Linked DNA regions of Mus musculus: region 1 is linked to region 2. Evidence: chromatin contacts called from public HiChIP or PLAC-seq data. All regions are on one chromosome and are shown on one strand. The core of a region is the stretch at or near the end of the contact, and the rest is flanking DNA. Distances in the headings are between cores, read along the strand shown.

Region 1 (3,609 bases), core at 771-3,270, 270 kb after region 2:
GTGAACGGCCTGGCCCACTCCTGAACCCAGATATTGGACAACAGAAAGACGGGCTGTTGGGAGAAGATTCCTGCTTGGTCTCTGGAAGCTTTGTTTAGCAGTATTTAAACTGCCTCAGGGTTTCCTATGGCTGTTGTTTCCCTGTCCGGCAGCTCACTTCCTTGTAGCCTCTGCCTTGGTAACCTCAGGGCCCCACAGCTCCTAAGCATCTGTTGTCTGATGGAAAGGGAGTCTGTTATTTTTTTCTAATGCAGGGGCCTGTGTGACATAGCCATACTTTTGTGGTAAGGCCTCAGAGTCACAGCTATGTGCATCCTCAAGCTAGCCGCTAGCCGCTACCCAGAGGCTTTTCAGTTCAATTCTTGACATGTGTTATCCTCAGAATATTATGAGGAAAGAAGAGAGTGTCATGAGGACACATGGTCCCCAGAAAGAAGGCCCTAGTGTTTGGGGAAACATGATTGATCTCTGCAGCCCCGTATTAGCTGAGTTTCTTCAACTCAATGAGAATTCTCATTGTCTTGGCTACAGCTACTTGAGTGATTCTGATTGCGTTCCTTGTTTCTATTTCCCTGGCTGTGATAGTCTCTCTCCCCTACCAGTTGTTGTATGGTCGTTATGTTCTAATCTACCCCGCAGCCTGATAATACTCAAGCCCTTCGGAAGCACGGCCAATCAGGCCGAGGGATTGCAGGCCGCCTTTGGTTTGATGCGGCTTCTCAAAATAAATGGCCATGTCCCACGCCCTGAAAGGAAGTGTGGACATGTCATCAGCCAGCCGCGCCTGCAGTGGGCTCAGCAGAGAGCGATGATGCAGTGGAGAGAGAGCTAAAATGATCCAGAGGAAGAGTGGGAGGAAGTAGGAGCTGCCTGGCTGCTGGAGAGGCATTTGAAAGCAGGGCAGGCAGGGCGCAGGGGGGCACTTCCAGAACCTGTTAGCAAAGCCCCGCCAGCATAGTGATCCTGTGTTCTGCTTCAGACAGGGGTATGTGGCCAGCGACTTAGAAAGGTTGCGGCAAGCTGCTCCGTAAACCATCTCTTATGACGAATACTGACTTCCGGTTTAGAGTGGGCTCCTCGGGTGCTTTCGGCTAGGGCCGTGAGGTGCTAGGCAGCTTCTGCCACCATCTTTATGGTCTTCTTGACTCTGCTCTTCAGCCACACACCCTTTGCCCTCCCTTTTCTGCTCTTTAAAGTATTTTTATTTTCTCATTTGTGTGTGTGTGTGTGTGTGTGTGTGTGTGTGTGCATGTCAAAAGCATGGATGCTTACCAAGGCCAGAAGCCAGCACTGGGTCCCCTGGAGCTGGAGTTACTGGTGGATGTGAGCTTCCAGCTGCCACATGGGTGCTAGACACCGAACTCTGCACGATCAGCAAATGCTCTTGACCACCAAGCCACCTCCCCGGCCCCTCCTCCTTCTGTCCGGGGCTCTTTTCCAGGCTTGTTTTTTGGAGGCTTAGTTCTGTGGTGCTAAAGATGGAACCCGGGGACTCACTCCTGCTGGCAAGTGCTTAACCCTGAGCTACACCCTTGGTCCCCACCATCTTAGTTTTGGGGACCGTCTTCTCTTCTGCAGATTCTTGAAACATTTAAATATTGTTATTTAAATTCATTACTTTTTTTTTTTTTTTTTTTTTTGGTTTTTGGAGACAGGGTTTGTCTGTATAGCCCTGGTTGTCCTGGAACTCACTTTGTAGACCAGGCTGGCCTCGAACTCAGAAATCCGCCTGCCTCTGCCTCCCAAGTGCTGGGATTAAAGGTGTGCGCCACCACTGCCCGTCTAAATTTATTACTTTTAATATTAGTAATGATAATATTATTTTAATAAAATGTTCCCACATTTCCATCTGAGAGAGGAATGTTGGCTGGGTAGAGCATCCTATGAGCAAAAGGAGCCAACAGCAGTAGGAGAGCCAAGGAATGAGTGAGAGAGTGGACCCTCGTTCCAACCACAGACACAGTGCAGCACTGAGTCCCCAACTGGCGCGTGTCCTTGACTCCTGCAGAGGACAGCAGAGGGAATGCTACTCTCCTGCCTCATGTGGTGTGCAGTTCTCTCCCCTCCCCAGCCGACCTTTGAACTCACTGTCTCAGAACAATAAAAAGAAACCCCAAAGCCCTGTGGGCACCTATGATAAAAAAGGGAAGTGTGGGGTAGTGGTGGGTGGCTGCCAGGGTGGAGGGGTTTAGTATCCATTTGAATGACTGCTGTTATCTCAGCCCCACTTAAACTGCACTTCCAGGTCTGGTGGGCCTCCTGAGCACTGCGCACAGAACACAGGCTTACCGGAACGTTTCCTGGGTTCACAGTACTCAGAGCCAGTCAGTTACACAAATGAAAAGGCTGGGGAATTAAAACTATAGGCTGAGCACCTGAAATACTCCAAATCCAGAACTCTTTGGCCACCAATCTGAAGCTTGAAGAAAAGCTCTGGTTTAGGAGGGTTTGGGGTTTTCCAACTAGAGACACTGAGCCAGTAAAGTCTATGCAAATATTTGAATCTCAGAGTCAGTTCTGGTCCCCAGCACTTTGTAAAGGGCATTTCAGTCTGAGTTCCATTAGGTATGAGAGGAATGCAAGGAAGGCTGGGGACCTGAGTGTCTCGGGCCCTGAAGTGTGGCCATGGGTGGCATCGGGGAGCTGCTGGAAATGGACTGGACAAGGTAGTGGCGTGGTTGAAGGTACATTCAATATCCATCTGGGGGCAAAAATTTAACATTTTAAATTTAATTTTAAAATATTAATTTAAAAAATAGCTCAATGGTTAGGAGCGAGTACAGCTTTTACAGTGGACTGGGTTCAGTTCCCAGCACCCACAGAGATACTCACTACCACACGCAACACTAGTTCCAGATGATCTGACACCCGCTTCTGGCCTCCACAGGCTCCTACTTGTTTGTGGCATGCAAAAACTCATGCCTGCACACACAGTACTTCAGAATAAAGCTTTATCTTTATTTTTAAAAAAGATTTATTTATTAAATATACAGTGTTCTGACTTCTTGTATACTTACACAGAAGAAGAGGGCACCTTTGGCAGAACAGCCCTTGTTCTTAACCTCTGAGCCATCTCTCCAGCCCCAGAATAAAATTATATATCTGGCAAAATATGCAGGATGCCAGTTCAATTTTGGGGCACATTAAACAGCTTGGGACCTGATGAAGGAGACAGAAGGCGCTCCATCGTGGACATGTGAATTCAGGAGTTGGGAAGCATCTTTCAGTTGAACACATACCTATGTCTTTCCCCTCATTGATGATACTGGATGGGGAACGCATGTGTTGGTTCAGTTGTTTTCCATTAAAACAGATGGTAAATTGGTAAATGAAATGAGGTCGGTGATGAGAGACAGTTTTGGTTGTCATAACATAGTGAGTGCCAATGTTCAACAAAAACTGTGGTCAGTTAGACCAGTGGTCCTCAACCTGTGGGTTGTGGCCCCTTTGGGGGCAGGGATAACAGATATTTACGTTACAGTACAGATATATACATTCATAACAGTAGCGAAGTTAGAGTTACCAACAAAGTCATTTTATGGTCAGGTTCACCAGCACATGAAGAAATGTATTAAAGGTCGCAGCATCGGGAAGGCTGAGAACCGCTGA
Region 2 (3,715 bases), core at 716-3,215:
GGCCAGGGACATGGAATCTCCCTGGAGCTGGAGCTGTGGGAAGTACCTGACTTGGGTGCTGGGAATCACACCCGGGACCTCTGGAGGAACATCGCTAGCTCTTCCCACCGGGCAGTCTCTTCAGCCTCCCTGAGTCACTAATTTTTTACTTTTCTAATCCCCAACTCTGTGTGTGTGTGTGGGGGGGGGGGGGTGTCAGAAAGCAACAGAATAGAACTCACCTGTGTGCCCTGTGACAGGGAAGACAAGACAAGCCTGTGACTGAACAGCGGGATCCTGAGAAAAGGAGATGAGGCCTGATGTCTGCTAGGTGGAAGCACCTGGTCACAAGGACCGCATGCAGTAGGACATCATTTGTGTAAAAAGGCAGACCAGGAAAACCCATGGAAAATACACACTTATCAGTGGCTGCCTGGAGCTGGGGGACCTGGTGGGGCTATGCTGCTGGGAGAGGTTCGTGATGGCTCTTTTTGATGACGGAAAATGTCCTAAAATGGCCGTGGCTATGGCTGCTTACATTTAATAAGACGGGTTTTGTTTGTTTGTTTGTTTGTTTAAGTGACTGGTCAGAAAATGTCAGTGGAGAACGGTGCTTGCTAACTAAGCCTAGTGACGTGAGTCTGACTCCCGGGACCCTCATGCCTTTTGCTCAGACTTCCACACTGGTACCATGGAACACGTCCCACTCCCCCAAAACACACAAATAAACATAAGACAAATAAATACTTCAAAAAGGAAAAAAAAATCCACATTGGCTTATGTTGAGGTTAGGCCAGGATTTTCCTCCCAGCCCCATGCTCCCAGAAATAAGACTCAGACTCACAATATATTTACAGACACCCTGGCCATAGAGCTAGGCTCTTCCCTGAATTGATATAACTTAAAATAACCCATTTATTCTGACCTGCATTCTGCTACGTGATTAGTTACCTGTGTTCAGGTACTGGGCATCTGTCTTGTCCCATCTCCCCAGGAAGGAAATCTCCTCGCCTGCCTCTATCCCAGAATTCTTTCTCCTCCCGGATATCCCACCTTCTACCTCCTGGCTAAGCCATAGGTCAGCTAGGCTTTTAATTGACAGGTGGATGTATCCATACAACACACAAGATAGTCTCTCTATTTAATTCCCCTTTGAATGGGAAATTATGTTGAATGTTTTGGTCCAGTGATTGTAGGTATGCGAATAATAAAAATAACAGTAATGTTTATTCAAAAGTTAAAGTTGGCAGGCTGGGAAAATAGCTTTGTTGTTTTTTGGTTTTTTTTTTGTTTGTTTGTTTGTTTGGTTGGTTGGTTTTTGTTTTTTTATGTGGTTGTTAAGCAAGTACCCCCAGGTGATCAGAGCATTTTCCTCAAAGCAACAAATGAAATTTGAATGTGCATAGTGAATGTGCATATCCGGGGCGTTACTCCGCTTCCAAAGAGAGGAAGTACTGATACTTGTGGCGTGAATGAACCCTGAGGACGGTGTCCTGAGGGAAGAAAGCCAGTTTCCAGACTCCTACAGGATTCTACTTCCATGAACTGTCTGGAGTAGTGACATTCTTAGACAGAGACTAGAACAATCACTTCCAGGGGCTGAGGCAGGAGAATGGGGCATGATTTTCATTGACAGTCTCAACTTTGCATGAAAAGAGCTACCTGGATGGGCCACAGGTGAGAGCTATCCGTCACCGTGAACGTTCTTCCTGCCTCTAGCTCTGCTCTTAAAATTGCTTAAGATGACAAATTGCAGTGAACTTGATCACAATTAAAATAGACAGACTGGAAGGATCCAAAGGCTTGAAGGGAGAGAAGGGAAATGATTTCACAGGGAAAAAAAACGGAGAGCAAGAGCCAGAGTCCCTGCAGGACAGGTACAAGGCATAGCCTGGTGCTAGCAGGCTCGTGGCAGCACTCGGCTCATCACTACCTTCTGGGGTGGGCTGGCCTCACCCACAACCTGCCAGCCACACCGCCACCCACACCAACCCTGAAACAAGCCAGCTCAGAGCTCAGGGGGTGGGAGCAGAGTGACTCACTGAGCCATAGAACTCTGACTTCTGACAGAGAAGAGCCCCACCTCACCCCGGCCCCACACCTGTGACCTCTGTCTATACGGTTACCAGAAATGCAGATTTAGGCTCAGCCATCAGGGCAGGGCAGGGCAGGGCAGGGCAGGGCAGCCCAGGCAGTCAGGGACATAATGGAGACACAGTGACCTTCAGGATCCAAGGATGCAGTTCCCTTCATTGTCAGGTCTCCCATGGGTGGGTTTCTGGGGTAAATGGTGTAGGAGGTAGGGAAGACGTGTGAGGAGAAGGCTCATGAAGTGCTCAGAAAATCTAGGAAAAGGCAAGCAGTGAGAGCTGAGGCTGTCACTCGGTTGGGAGGATGTTGAGCTAGCATTAGGGAAGTCCCAGATTCCAGTCCTAGCACCACCTAAACCTGGTCTGATGGGGCACACCCATAATCCCAGTGTTGGGGAAGTGGAGGCGTAAGATCAGAAGTTCTTGGTTTACCGCCAGCCACTTAATGAATTCAAAGTTGAAGGTCAGTCTGGGACATAAGAAAGGATATCTTTAAAAAAGAAAGGGGGGGGGGGAGGGAGGGAAGGAAGGAGGAGGGAGGGCAAGATAGACTGAACTAGGCAGAAGCAAAGCTCACAAGGATCCTGGCTGACATCCTAAGTTATGGTCCATGGAGGGACAGACACTACCAAGACGTAACAAAGCCGGAGGCTGCACTGGCCCCCTTGTTCCCCACCACAAGCCCATCTCATGGCCCATGGTCCACCAGAGGTCCATCTCCACTGTGTAGCTTTCCCTTCTGCAGGAGTAGAGAGTGGGGAGTCAACATCTAATTGGGGGGACAGAGAGAGGCAAAGGAGAAGCCCTGCCTCCCCATCATGGCTATACCGTTTGTGAAGCCCCACCATCATGACTGGAGGACATTTAATACTGTCTTATAACCTCTAAGCAGGGCAACTGAGAAAAAGGAAATAACTATATCAATTAATGTCTATGAAAGAGTCAAAAATAGGACTTTACTATCCAATTGTACATCTCGTTTATTAAGAGACTAAGAAAGACAGAGATTAAAGAAGCAACTTCAGAAATCTGTCTGGTTACCAAAAAATAACAAAAAAAATAAATAAATAACAACCACAAAAAGAACCTTATCAACAACCAGCAGTAACTGCTTAGAAAATATGGTAGGAAAAATACCCTATTTAGAGAAGCAGCAAAAAATATAAAATGCCTGGAAATGAAATTTAACCAAAGTGGGGAAAAGCAGTGCAGGATTCAACGAAGAAATGTGCAAAACGGCAACATATTTTAAAACGCCATTTATACCAAATGGAGATGATTCTATATTTGTGGACGGGAAGTTCATTACTATAAACATGTTAATTTTCTCAAACTCAACTTCAAACTTCGAGCGATTATTAATCAAACTCCCATCTGGAATTTTTTAAACTTCACAAATTTATTTTAAGTAAATAAGAAGCAGAAATAGCCCAGGGGAAATATGTTTAAAAAAAAACTGAATTTAGACTTGTAGTAATATTTATTACAGAAAACTACCATAAAAAGTAGCTCTACTGTAAGCACAAAGAGAAACTGGAATTGTATAAAAAGCACAAAGACATACCTATAGATATATAGTGTATGCCTTGCAGTAAGCAAATATATATACCCCTACACACACAAACACACACACACACACACACAAA

The links. HiChIP or PLAC-seq counts read pairs in DNA pulled down with a chosen protein or histone mark.
Region 1: a contact with region 2 is called in an H3K27ac HiChIP or PLAC-seq map of embryonic stem cells, with 12 read pairs. The contact joins two enhancer-like sites. A contact is called at or near these places in 1 of 39 promoter capture datasets (embryonic stem cells), 2 of 484 Hi-C or Micro-C datasets (B cells and embryonic stem cells) and 3 of 115 datasets of contacts at active chromatin or transcription factors (embryonic stem cells and memory CD8 T cells).

The regions. Positions count from the first base shown.
Region 1 is chr8:116,945,686-116,949,294 of GRCm38.p6, forward strand. All of the region lies in intron 1 of Atmin (ATM interactor), which reads left to right. Among named protein-coding and RNA genes, the nearest start is that of Atmin, 4.1 kb to the left of the region's middle. Within about 2 kb of position 2,021, at least 9 of the 459 cell types and tissues checked have an H3K27ac peak or open chromatin away from gene starts, as enhancers often do. A contact at or near this core is called in embryonic stem cells, where this site is marked.
Region 2 is chr8:116,672,191-116,675,905 of GRCm38.p6, forward strand. All of the region lies in intron 1 of Cdyl2 (chromodomain protein, Y chromosome-like 2), which reads right to left. Among named protein-coding and RNA genes, the nearest start is that of Cdyl2, 59 kb to the right of the region's middle. Within about 2 kb of position 1,966, at least 40 of the 459 cell types and tissues checked have an H3K27ac peak or open chromatin away from gene starts, as enhancers often do. A contact at or near this core is called in embryonic stem cells, where this site is marked.